Regions from separate parts of the Drosophila melanogaster genome. Here region 1 is linked to region 2. The links are chromatin contacts, called in public targeted proximity ligation maps. All regions are on one chromosome and are shown on one strand. The core of a region is the stretch at or near the end of the contact, and the rest is flanking DNA. Distances in the headings are between cores, read along the strand shown.

What was found.
Region 1: a contact with region 2 is called in a targeted proximity ligation map of the Kc167 cell line, with 6 times the contacts expected there. A contact is called at or near these places in 3 of 107 Hi-C or Micro-C datasets (embryo and gastrula embryo) and 1 of 7 datasets of targeted methods (the Kc167 cell line).

What each region holds. Positions count from the first base shown.
Region 1 is chr2L:6,370,640-6,377,525 of dm6, forward strand. slam (slow as molasses) reads left to right here and starts at 1,749. Exons shown (of 3, transcript NM_135176.3): 1 at 1,749-1,942; 2 at 2,657-4,668; 3 at 4,735-6,645. The coding sequence starts at 2,938. The coding sequence ends at 6,525.
Region 2 is chr2L:6,096,024-6,102,819 of dm6, forward strand. It overlaps stai (stathmin), which reads left to right and starts at 4,354. Exons shown (of 7, transcript NM_164682.3): 1 at 4,354-4,526; 2 at 5,671-5,775. The coding sequence starts at 5,748. It overlaps Kr-h1 (Kruppel homolog 1), which reads left to right. Exons shown (of 4, transcript NM_058119.5): 4 at 1-475. CG45075 reads left to right here. Exons shown (of 4, transcript NM_001298735.1): 4 at 1-475. It overlaps CG9175, which reads right to left and starts at 2,943. Exons shown (of 5, transcript NM_164681.3): 1 at 2,910-2,943; 2 at 2,533-2,814; 3 at 1,521-2,468; 4 at 1,288-1,450; 5 at 675-1,230. The coding sequence starts at 2,673. The coding sequence ends at 1,145.

The DNA.
Region 1 (6,886 bases), core at 499-2,998, 270 kb after region 2:
TTCCAAATCCCGGCCCCAAGTCGGTGGTTGCACTGTGCAACTTGTTGAAGGTCGTCGCGCAAATCGCTCATACGCCGCGTGGGTCTTGAAGGCGCGTGGCAAGCGGTCGGTTTCGCCTGGCAACCGCATTAATGGGCCATTAACAACCTGCCGGGATGATAGCGCGTGAGCCGCGTGTCAAACAGCGGTCAGCCCCAAATCGTGGTTGTTTCCGATGAATGGGCGACCGTACGTTTGTCTTTGCCCCACAAATGGACTAGAAACGGGAAACTTGAATTGATTCTGCGATAAAGAACGTATGCCTCGAGACACTCGAGCTACTCATGTGAAATGGGGTGTGGGGCTCAGTCATCTAAATCAATATTCTGCGGTTCCAATTTGGTATGTTTCAGATTATTTTCTAGTTTCTTGTGAGTCAGCAAAATGTAAAGGATAAACACATCTTTAGCAGTCTGAATTCCAGAGCTCATCCAACGCGGCTACATTATGCTGAGTGTGGGCTATTGCGATATGGCCAGCAGTTCCTCTTTCCGTCGAACGGCTTATCAGTGCTGAATTTCATTCATTCATGTAATTCAAAGCGGCTGTGCATTATATTTGGGCTGGCTTATAATTAGTTTTAAAATAAACCGCTTGGCCAGCGGAACGCGGAAAGCCGAGTGACGCAATCGGAGCAGCGAATTGCGAATGGTGTGGTGTTAGTCGGAAGCCAGCAACAAACTCGCTGCTTCTGATCGCCACGGCGGTGCTCCACTCGGCTCGGCTGAGGTTCGTTCCTTGACCCCCGGATTCCGGCGGTCTTGCCCGCCACTCGGGGTTCCATGTCACGTGCGCTCGCTCGGCGGAGTAAGTATGTATGTATGTATGTGGGTCTGTGCGGAATTGATTGATTTGCCAGCGAAGGTGGCGCACTGGAAGACAGACAGACAGACAGACTGACAGACGGACGGACGGACTGATAGGGCTGATGAAATTACAAGTCGCGCATCGTCATTCAGACCGATTGTGGGCATGTTATGCGAGTAAACGGATTTTGCGGCAATGAAATAATTGCCAACATTACAGAACTGGTAGTGTCTAATTAACCCGCACTGATAAAGCGGGGTACATGCCGCCGCTCAGATTTTCAAAATTGCATGGCCCTGCATTGAGTGCCCAAAATCTGAAACCAAATATTCGCGTTCCGGTGTCGCCGACAGAAGCGGTGGCTACTTAGCAAGTGGAACCACTGCGTCCCCGTCCATTCCAGTTGGATATGGAACGCCAGCCACATGAGTTTATCATAAAGCACCCACTAAATTTTTGCCGCTGCTGTTGGCGACCACAATGTTTGTAAATGTTTTTCACCGTCGAATGGTATTTCGGGGATTGCTTTGTTTGTCATTTGGGGTATTTGCCAACTGACCAACTACTGTCCATCTGAATGATTTTGGTGTGCCTCTTTTGGCTTAAATAGCAATATATTCAGATACCAATAAAGGCACGTCTGATAGAATTCAGGCCACGGGAGCAATCCGTTTGAATTTATCGTATCATTGAGTTGTAAGCCGTTTTGGCCGTTAATAGCCATCGAATTCTCATATCTTCACTGGTCTGCCTAGAATATAAGTTATTGACATTCTAATCATTTTCTTGAGCCCATGATGATATTTAAAGTCTAGATTAGTTTACGGTTTAAAAAGCACTGAGCTTTGATGCTGATTCAATCAGCTGATTCTTAATTCGTGGTGATTGGCTTTATTATCAGCTGTGATATTCCGTAAAGCCGGCAAATGAGCCCTTAGATCGATGTAAATGTACTATGTTATTTGGCGCAAATAACCACGCTTTTTCGCGGTCTTTTGTTTACAAAATTAATTTGTAATTTGTTTATGAAGTTGTGCGTGTTAAATACTGTGTTGCCTAAAGTAGATCATAGTTCAACAAGGAAATCCTTAACAAAGTAAGTTAACTAATTTATATAAATAGCCGGCCTGTTTTAGAAAGCCCAAAAAAGGGTTAGAGAACGCTTTTGTCTTGAAAATTTGGAATATTTGGAAAGTATACCCTTCCCATGTAAACAACTTCAGCTTTGTGATAAAAAAATAGGCACTCCGTTTTGCTAAAAGTAAAAAAGCGCATTAAAACCAAAAATTAAAGATAAAATCGTTAAATATCAGGCAGTTAAAAGATGTATCCCATTATGGAACTTATCATTGTAGCTCTGTAACTCATCAGCTCCAGCTCTGCCACCTGAGCATCCGCAAATCTCAGCCCCTGATTTCATTTTATGGCTCTGTCGGTGTGAAAGTCACTTTGTGGCAAACTGCAAGCAAAGTTCTGCTTATCCCTGGGGTCCTGAATTCGGTTCGTTTTCGCTCCAAATTTCAGCAATAGTCAGATGAAGAATTTTCAGTGTGTGATTTTTATTGTGGCTGCAATTCGCCTGGGTCTTGTTAACATTCGCATTTTTCTCGGAAAATTCGTTCGGTTGCAGTATAATGATGATGCTGGGAGTTGATTTCGCTGAGTTACTGCAATAATTGGAATTTAAATTTTAAGGACTTTCCGTCAGCTGTCTTTCGAGTGAATCCTCGGTTATCCCTTCTTTCCAGAACCTTACATTTTACATCTATTGCACAGCCCTAATATTACCTACCTGTTTTCTTTGTTTCAGGTCACCTGGATATATATTTATAGCGGAAAGGTTCGCGAAAATAATTAAATATCGGTTAGCGCGAGGAAAATCCATCGATCCGACAGCTGCGGCTGTTAATCTTACCTGATCGCTGCTAGTTGGATTAAGGAAAATCTGAGGCAGTGGGTGGGCAATAAAATCTGCACCCAATCCATATTTTACCTGATCATTGTATATAAGCTATTAGCAAAATGCCAGAAAGCCACAGTTACAAACTGAAACGTCTAACGTCAACAACAAGACAGCAAACTAATACCAAAATGGTCCTAAGCAATTCCACGCCGAACAACCAGTCCAAGCACAACCAGATGGTAGTGGACACGGCAGCCATGAACAGTGATGATCTCAGCGAGCTACTGCAGCTGAACGCGGAGATCGAGGAACGTCGTCGCTCCAGCCGCCACGGAGATGCCAGCACCGCCTGTGGCCTGCTCCGAGCTACGATGACCAGGGAGGAACTCTTCGAGATTTCCTCGCTGGATGATGATCGCTTCCTGACCGCCCTGGAGTACCAAAACTCGTTTGCATCACCGCGCCGAGTGCAGGTTACCGACCTGGACTTGTCCAGCATCGAGAATCTGATGAAGTACTTCGACGAAGAGGTACCTGTGACGCCAACAAAGACACTGGGTACCACCAAGGCAGCGGGTAACACGGGTAAAGTGGCCAGCACAATTGCCAAGTTGGCCCTCCAGTCGGATCCGGTCACGCCGCCCAAGCCAAAAGTGGGTAGTGGCCACCTAAAGATCAGCGAGCTCAAGCAGAAATACGAACAGCTGCCGGAGATGGAGACGCCACGCTCTGCATATCAGGCTTCCAGAAAGGTATCCGCGTCGCTGCCCATGAAGGTCAAGGAGATGGCCCAGCTGTTTAACTCCAAGATCAGCCAGGTGATGCGACGTACAGAGGAACCACAGTATGTTCAGCTGCAAAATGAGATGTCGCCGGAGGTTAAGGCACAGAACCGCCTGGTGTCGCCATTAGAGTCCCCAGTTCAAGGACCCTGCCTGGTGGCCGAGGAAGTTTTCCGCGAGTTGAGCGTGAAGGACAAAGCCCTGCTGTTCAACAAGTTCATCGGTGACATGGCAGCCAAGCACCCCAAGTTCACTGCACATGCCGCAGATCTCAAGGAGAAGGTAAACAAACAGGTGGCACGAGGGGAGGTGGTGGCTGAACGACAAGCCAGTGTTAAGCATCTCGCCCAGGAGTTGGAAGCGAAATGTATCCTGGAGCCGGGATCGCCACCGCGACCAGGTGGTGTCTCTCCCCCCAAGACGACTGAGAGCAAAACGGAGACATGCACCTCCCAGCTGCATGTGAGCACCCTGACTGTGATCCTCAAGCCAAGTCCAGAGCGCAGAGCTCCACAGCCACGACCCCGCCGATGCCTGGATCGTCAGAGCGATGAACATGCCCGAGAGCCATCCCAGAAGCGAAACCTCGCCGCGATTCGCACCATGATGCCAACGGAGGCCTATGCGCCACCAAAGAAAATCCGACGCACTCGACAGGAGCGCACCGGTGCGGATAGCCAAATGTTTTTTCAGAACGAACACCTCGAAACCCTGTTCTACAGCTGGCTCAGCTCGGAGAACGGTGTCCAGTTCGACATTACGAGTGTGTCTGACGGTCAGCAGACCATTGAGATAGCCACCGAGGAGGGTAATCTTCTGGAGCAACCGCTACTTGAGCCGAGCACCGCTACTCTGGAGGATGTGAGCCAAAAGTCCGCCGTCGAGCGGCTTCTGGAGGAGGCCATCGCAAAATTAGAGCTAGATAACGAGTCCAAGAAGGAGACACAAGTCGAGGAAAAGAAGGAGATGGATACAGCTCAGGATCCCATCGTTCAAGTCACTCCGCGACGCATTAAGCGCCAGGCGCCGCCAGTGCCAGCCCCACGACCCAGTCTAAGTCAAGTTACCTCCAGTGCATCCAGCTGCAAGCAATCCGAGGCTGAGGAAAGTGAATCCGGGTTGTCTACACTCCCCAAGGTAAGTGATATCTTTAATAAGTGGATTCATGAATGTTGACTCATTGTTCTTAATTTTCTATCACAGATAACCAGCGACGAATCCCAGCCAGAGACGCCCAAGGATGACTTGCAGACAGGTGAATTTGATTTTGCCAAGCCCCAGCGTCCGCCACGCAAGAAGAAAATGCGCCGAACTCTTACATGGAAAAAGGAGAACTCCATTGTCGAGGCCACTGCAATAACCTCAACGGACTCCGATTCAGATTACAAGCCTCCGCTATCAGGAGCGGCCAAGAAGAAGTCCGGTGCTATCTGTAACCCACTTCCAATGCCCGAGCCAAGTTTCATTGAGTTGGATAAGTCACTGATGCGCCACTTGAACTCGCCCCGGAAGATCAAGTCGGCATACACCCTCACCGTGATGTCATCTCCCTCGCCGAATGCAGACAGCGATCAGTCTCCTAGTCAGACACCAAGGCAATCCCTGGTACAGGCCATGCGGGACAGTTTCGTGGATCAGGGCTTTGAGACATGCTCGAACGATCCGATGGACAACAGTCCGATACGCCGATCTTCGCTTGGAGCCACGGAATCGAAGCCATCCGGTTTTTCCACGCCAGTTAAGGGACGCCATGCTTCCAGTCCGGCGCAACAACAACTGTTCAGTCCGATTCTCATCCAGGAGCGCCCTCGTCGCAGTTCCCTGGCCATGCAAGTGATCCGGGAGGATCATCCGCTCGATCTGGACGCCACCTCCAGCTCACCCTCCACACCGTGCAGTGAGCGGGAGTTCTTCGCCAATGCCCCGACTGTTGAAATTGATAACTCCCAGGATGAGAGTCCGACCGGCAAGGCGCACTCAATGTTCTGGATCACCTCTGGGGACTTCACAGTCTCCCTGGAAATCTTCAAGAACAGCCCGGAGCGCCTGCGACTGCTGTACGAAATCTTCACCCAGAAAAGCTGGGAGACTCGTGACCTGGCCTTCGGAATCGACGGACACAAGTTCATTCGCGGAGCTCCCAGTTCCGACTCCGTCCGACAGTCGCTGCCCGAGCGTCCACCCAGTGTGAAGGGCTGCTCTCACTATTGGTTCGCCAGCGGAGATCTCGCAGTGCCCTTCAGCGGAAAACTGATGTCCAGCGAGAAGATCGAGCGGCTGTTTGCCTTCCTCAGCGGAGAGCAGTCGGAGTTGCGCTTCGGCGTTGACCACATTGAGTTCAGCAGCGTGCCTGAGTTCTGGCCCACCACCCAGAAGTATTCCATCGAGAGCAGCTACAGCATACTGGTGGGTCTGCAGACAGGTGCCAGCAATGGCCTGGAGGGTCGCAGCAAGTACTCCTGGCCCAACAGCAGCATCAGTGCCAACCAGGCGATCAAGACCAGCGACCTGGATCAGACGGAGTTCGAGTCCGATAGCTTCGGCAACAACAGTGGTAGGCTGTCCTTTTCGCCTGATCTCTTCTCCCTGGACTACGAGGCGGTTCCCCTGGACGAGCTGTTTGCCAAGGCTCCTCCCTCTGCCGCCACACCCGCCATGTCCGTGCCGCAAATGATGCAGACCCTCAAGCAGCAGCAGTCCAAACTTCGCAGTGTGGAGCAGCGCATTCGTGGCTACGCCAAGCCCGCGAATCTGGCCGACTCTTCGCTGGAGCACTGCCGCAACACGCCGCAATATGTCCACAAGCTGCGCTCCATCATCCGGGCCATTGACAACATTGGACGCGACGATGGCTTCCGCGGCTGCTCGATGGAGCAGCTCGAGAGCTTCATGTACTTCCTCAGCGAGTATGCGGATGTGTGCCTGGCCAACTGCAGCGAGCACATGGACAAGATTCTCGACACCCTGATGGACCGGAGGGCCGTGGAGGTCTGAGCGATGGTGCTACCTCATCGGGATCTGACTTTATTTTAAGATTTTATAAACAATTAGTTCCTAGACATTAACATATAATGTTACAAAGATTTTAGATAATAAACTTTAAAGAGAAAAGTTAAAGCCATTCAGTGTATTTCCTTGGGCATGCAGAGTCCAACAAAATCAGGGGTTCTGGAGGGCATAGCTCCTTGCTATCCTGCAGACACGTAGGAGTCTGGCAAGCATCACGTTTCCTGCAAGCACATGGTTTCTTTTTCTTGCTCTCATCAAGCAAATGCTCCTGTTGCATCAACTTCAGACATTCCTGGCCAAGGATACCATGTTAGTGCACATCCAGTGGCCAAGGGAATCCGTTTGG
Region 2 (6,796 bases), core at 3,104-5,603:
CGTACACAATAATAAGTTACGCGCATAACTACATATATACACATATTAATGAGAACGAAAAACCATGGCCATATTGGCGCTTAATATTTATAAAATACATATAATACTTATTTATTATGAACTCTGCTCGCCAAACTTCTTCCTTCCCCTCCACGATTAGTGTCAACGGCATCTTTGACATCATGTACCCATCATTTTATATGCATTTTATACACTAAATAAGGGAAAACTGAGGAAAAAGGATCGGTAACTTTAATTTTACACACGGAGAATATTGAACTGATAAACAAGAAGAAAGCAAGCATAACTACGTTTATATACATTTTCAAACCAGAAGATAACAAATATAATTAAGAGCGTCAGCATAGTTTTTGTAAACGCAGAGTTAATACATAGATTTAAATTCTAAAATCAAATATTGCATGAAAAAACGCAAATGAAATCTGAAAATCAATAAACAAGCGTGAAATAAACCAATTCGGTGTATGTGTATTTTAATGGGGCGTTTTAATTTAAAAAACTTACCCATTTCGCTTGAGAAATCGCAGATGAAGTAACTCGATCCAATTCGGTGATGAAAATGTAGATGCACCAATGTTGGAGGTTAATAACCCTCGTTGGAATATTTTACCATGTTTGCCACCTCATTGAATGCGAATAAAACATCGAAATTTCATTACTGAATGCATTTTTATATATCATTCACTTGTGACTATACGAATGGTGTGCTAAACCCACCACAGTTCGATTAGCTAACATTTTGATTATAAAAATGGTTTTACAATTCATTTGACTGCTTCAACTAGACGCAGTCAGTTTTCCTGTCTGCCTTTGTATAAATGAAATATTAATTAAATTTTAAAAATCATGTACAACGGGCAAAGCTGCCAAACGAGCAAGGCTTCGTTTGCGGTGGCTAGAGAGATAAACAAATTATGATACAACTAAGCAAACATTGCAATTAGTATAAGAGATAAGGCAGCCGGCACAAACTATGCACTTAAACTAATTAACATGATGGAGGAGGGGTGGGACGACGCTGGGAGTGCTGGGGGGGGGAGGAGTTGTGGCTTATTGCAGAAAACTAAACCCTGTTTACAAACTAATAATGCAAATCGAATAACTCTCTTCTGGCCATTGAGCATCAGATGCCAATGTAGGAGCACAGCACGAACACGGCGAAAATCATGACAATCAGAAAGACGATGGCAATCCAGGCGGGGATTGTACCTAAAAAGAAGTTGGCAGTGAGATAATTTCCAATTTTACACCAATTTTATTGCTTACGTCTTTGGGACAGACTGTGGATGCAGACTTTGTTGTCCACCGAAATGGACAGAACGGCTGCCTCCGTGTCGCTGGAAATGGGCGGTCCCTCCTCGTTGGTAATAGGCAGGAACTGGAGGCCAGTTACGAACATGGAGTGTGCATGGGGAATGTGGAGCACGCGCTGCAAAACGTAAGCAAAGAATTGGAGTTAAGACTATTAACGTACACTTTGATTAGTTGCCTCTGCTCACCTGCAGACTGAATGCAATGTACATGGATACGCTGCCTGAGAACATCGTGCCGACGGCCACGAATCGACCATCATCCCGCACTGCCAGTGACGAGAGGCTTTCGTCAATGGCCACAGCCTGACGCAGTTGCCCGCTGGCACAGTCCCAGTGCTGCAGGAAGCCACGCTGCTTTCCCACCTTGCCCAGCGGATTGGCAATGGTAAAGAGGCGGTAGTTATCCTTTTGCGCCTCCACGGTTCCGTAGCGGCACCGTTTGAACAGGTACTTGGCCCCCTCGGGCGTTTTCCACTGCAGCTTGTGTTGCAGCTGGCCGCTGGCCAGGTCCCACACCAAGCCCTGTGCATCCTTGGAGATGCTGGCAATTAGCTTGCTGTCGGGACTGAAGTCCAGGTCATCGATCTCCTTGCTGTGTGCCGCCAGCTCGGCGGCCAGCGTCATCTGGGGGAACGTCCAGACGCGCAGTTTTCCGTCCGTGCCGCCAGTGGCCATCAGACGGCCATTACCGCTGATGCGCACCACGCGCTGCAGGGGCTCGGCGCCCTTGAGGAAGTCCGTCTGGATCACATCCGCCGCCTGGATGTCGAAATGCAGTCGCCGAAACTGACGCAATATGTCGGCGGTGGAAAGGGGTGGCCTGTGCCCGTTGGCCACTGGCTCCACGCCCGAGTGTGCGTTTCGCTGGCGCACGTTGCCGTTCTCGTGCGGCCGTTCCTCCGGAGCAGGCTTGCCGTCCCCGACGCCCACACCGTTTCCATTCCCATCCTCTTCGGATTGAACGCGCGGCTGGACGTAGTACATCTGACAGTGCGCCTCCTGGCCGGCGCACAGATAGCCCCTCCGGCCGCCATTGCGCACCGCGAAGTTCATCACCACATTGGCGCCGGTCTCATGGCGCAAAACCTCCTCCGCGCAGAAGTGGCTGCCGTTGTGGTACAGCTCATAGATCTCCTGGAAAGATCAATCGTCGATTAGAAACATCACAAGAATGCGGCGGAGCGAGCTGAGTTCATACAAAGCCGTTCGCCACTCCCGTTTTGCTGGAGCCACCGCCTCCGGCTACCAGAATGTGGCGGCTGGTTAGCATGTCCACGGCGTACAGCGGGAAGTTCACGCGGGCCAGCAGGCCGTCGCTGGGACGGCGGGTGTGGGCCATTATCAATAATATATCACAATCGACCGGACGCTGGGGGCGGAGGGATTGGGGCTGAGTGATTGACTCGAGTTTATCAGCTCTGGCCGCGGGGCAGGCACATCTAATTGGGTCTACCGCTGGCACACTCCGGCTGTTAACTGACTGGGAATTGTGGGTCGATTCAGTGGACGTTAATCATGGGAACTATTTTCTTATTGTGTTTTGGACTGAGAAAGTTGTCTTAAAAATCCACGTACACTGAATAGCGGTGGCAGGGCGAGGTATCGATACATCGATAGGCAGATTGGTGATTGGTGCCATAGCAGTCAGCTGTCTTCAGCTGATGAACAGGGCTGCCAGACTGGTGACGTGAGCAAACAGCTGATGGGCTGCAATGTTAACAGCTGGAAATATCAAAATATTCACAGCTGTTCTCTAATCGATAGGTAACTTTAAAAATTATCGCAATAAGCTTAATGTTTTTAAGTACATAATTGTTAACCATTTTTATATACATAAGAATTCAAGTATATTGCGATATTTATTTTGCAACGCGTATATTGCACCCAGTACGCTGCATAACGTGGCTTGTCTTCTTTACCTTGTACCTTAAGGTACAATATACCATGTACCCTGTTTGAAATGTTCAATGATCCACCTCATAACCAGTACCTACTGGTACCTACCTTTAAGAACGAGATAGGCTTAATTGTACTTGTAATAAAATTTTATTAAAAAGAAAGTAGACAAATTTCTCCCCTGCAACAACTTGAAAAAGGAATTCTTTTTTCCAAGTGAAATAAGAAATTATAATATTTCAGGATTGTCATTAATGCGGTGGAGCTCAGCAGTGGTCTTCCTGGTTCTTTGTTGTGACAAAATGACCTTCAATCGCTGGTGGGCGGCACAAAGGGGACTCCGAAGTCATATTTATATACTCCTTTACGTGGGAGTTATTTATGTATGTACATATATCAGACAAAGGTGTGAAACGTGTTGAACGAGTTATTGTTCAAATCTGCAGCATCTTAAATTCTCTATTAGGTGTTTCTTATTGCTATTTTCTGACTTTTGTCAACTCTGCGTTGATAACTTTATCAGATTTCAATTAAATTTCTCATCAATTTTGCCATAGATCGTATAGGCTGTATTTAAATTTAAATGGGCGTTAAAGTGAAAACTGTCTACTGTCTACGCACCTAAACTAGTTTTGTTATAATTATTTTCATAGTGCGTGAACAAGTTTTTCCGGCACTTTGATCAAATTTCACTTTTATCGAAGTCAAGGTGGCTTAAGTGATATGTCAATATTGTTAACCTGATTCAAGTGGATGTACGTATGTATGTATATTATTTATAATTATTAAATGAATAAAAAGCTTCAAAAAGGAAGACATAATCAAGTTCGTTGTCCTTGTGTTTCTTTTGAAGTGTCACAACACTCATTCGTATTTATTTGAAAAGTTTAGGATCTTACTTTTGGGATTCAACAGACTTTTTTGGGCGTACATAATAAATTCAAAATTGTCATTTGAATTATAACCGACAAAAGAAAACAAACAAAAGACGCACTGGCGCCATCTCTTTTCCACTCGCACAGCTTCCAGGTCAGCAACAACAACAAAGCCCAGCTGGTGCTCACCGATCGCGACGCCGCGTCGCTGCTTTCGTTTTCTTCTCTGCTTTCTGTTTCTTCCTTGCTCATTCGCTTAATTTTCGCCGACGCGATCACAACTGTAAAAAACAACTGCCGAAGTTCTCGCACCGTATTTTAACTGTTAACAATTCAAAAGTGTCCAGTGTGTCTATCGTTATTTGAATGCTATTATTAACTGTACATGTGCTAACTTATTTCATTGGAAAGCAATCTACAGGTGAGTGGCCTCTGAACCTCGAGTGCAATCTGGTTTGATCCAGTGCAAGATCCCTTTTTTCGCCACTGCGCAATTGCACCAACAGCAACTTGCGCAGAGCTCTTTTGTTGCTTTTCCCTCGCGCTTTGTACCTCTTCTTTTTCCCGTAACAAAGTGCAGATCAGTGTGTATGTACGCATTATATGAACTTTGTGTGGTGGTACATTGTACATATGATACACACATAAAGTATGTACTTGAATGTAATTTGAATGCCCTAACGGAGTTGAAAGTGCTGTCAGCGACTATCTAAATTTCTTTAATATGCATATCTATACTCACCTCAACGTACATGAATATTTAGGTATTTAACGCTTTAGTTGCGGCGAACTTAAAGACATACATACATGTTTATGTGTGTGTGTAGTTTCAATGATCATTTTTGATTTGATCATTTAAAATGATTTAATTTTTATATATTATCATTTAAATATGGCAGCAATATACAAACATACATACATATTTCGCTTCACAAAGTTGTGCAAAACGCAACGGGTATATTTTCAAATATCCTGCCCATTTGACTTTAGCAAAAGTACATACAGTTTGTCAAGAAACTGTTTACACACTGTGAAATAAGTTGAATTTTTGACTTTAAAGCTAAAAATTAAGGGTTTTTTGCTTAATTAAACGCAATTTTTTTATAAAATATAATTAAACAATATTTATTTTACTTATAAATCAAAAAAAAAATTAAAAATATTAAATATACAAGAAAATAAACAACAAAATCCAAGTTTACACACTTTTGAGACTGTCAAGAAACTCTTTACATATTTTGTTTTCCTACTTTGTTTTGTTCTTTTTCTTAGAACGAACTCGATTTTTCCGTTATTTTTGGCTTTGCATTGCTTTTTACAACGCTTCTAATGAAATTTGTTGACTTTGCTTGTGAAATTTTGCTAATCAAACGTGCTTAAAGCGAATTATTTTTATAAATTATATTTAATTTATTTTTTGATTTATAAGTAAAATAAATATTGTTTAATTATATTTTATAAAAAAATGGCGTTTAATTAAGCAAAAAACCCTTATTTTTTAGCTTTAAAGTGCGCGATTATTAATTTGTATATCTGGTTTTATTTTTTTTGTTTCTTTTTTGCAGAGCTTTAGTTGTGATACCCCATTTAGTTTCTGTAACATTTTTAATTTCTTTCGAGTCCGAAACAACAGAATTTTAAAATGGTGAACAACACTGTTGATACTGAAGGTAAGTTTTATTTATCTGCTAAGGATTATATTTTATTTTGTTTTGGTCAGCAGTATTGTTTTATTGTACTTTTTATGAATTTAACAGCTTTTGCAAATACCATTTATTGTATTAAAAATAAGTTAAATTTATTTATATAAAAAAAAACCTGTTCTTTTATTACATGTTATTATATTCTTACTCAACTGATTCGAAACTTATTATATTCAGTACAGGAGTCGTCCGGTATTGATTTTTCCGTTAGATTTTCAGAACCGTCTCATTTTGTCTTATTTAGTTCAAATAGCAAATATCGTTGCAAAATACAGAAACCCAAGTTGTTAGTGAGTTTTCAGCCGGGGAGACTGCTGAGACTATGACATGTTTCGGAGGCACATGACAGGAATACATAATGATTCGAACAACTCGGGAACTAGAAGAGGGTCTACAACTCGCACACCATGTTTGCACGTTCCTTCACTGCATTTGTATTTCGGGTTGAACTTTGTGTACTTTCCCAAGGAGTCATTTAGTTGAAGCCAATCTTATTTTGTTAAAGTACATTTAGAAGAGTAACTAATTAAGTTTTGTTAATATTTTATGTTTTGATTCTTGGTAAATGGTCAACAACGTCAGTTTCTCTCAAAAAGAGGTCATGCTTTAAAGATTTACCATTAAGCTTAATTGTTTGTACACATATTTTGTTTTAAATTATTGTCAGAGCTCTTTAAGCCGAAGTCATTTGCCTAATCCATAATAAAATCCATACGCTTGCGTTTATCGTTCTCCTCATCCTGAATTCTGATGATGATGACGGCTTTGGCGGAAACGGACCCCGGAATCATTAACCGCATATTTAGCGGTGGCATTTGTGTATTATGGCATTGTAATTACCAACAGCAATCCCCTTGTGTGGGCCAAGAGTTGGGGAACTTGCTCCTTTTGACTTTGCGACATTTGCCAATAAATTCATAACTGATTTATTGCTGTTGAGTTTCGCAGACGGAATATTTTGATTTCGCGGTGTGCTTGTGCTGCTCAT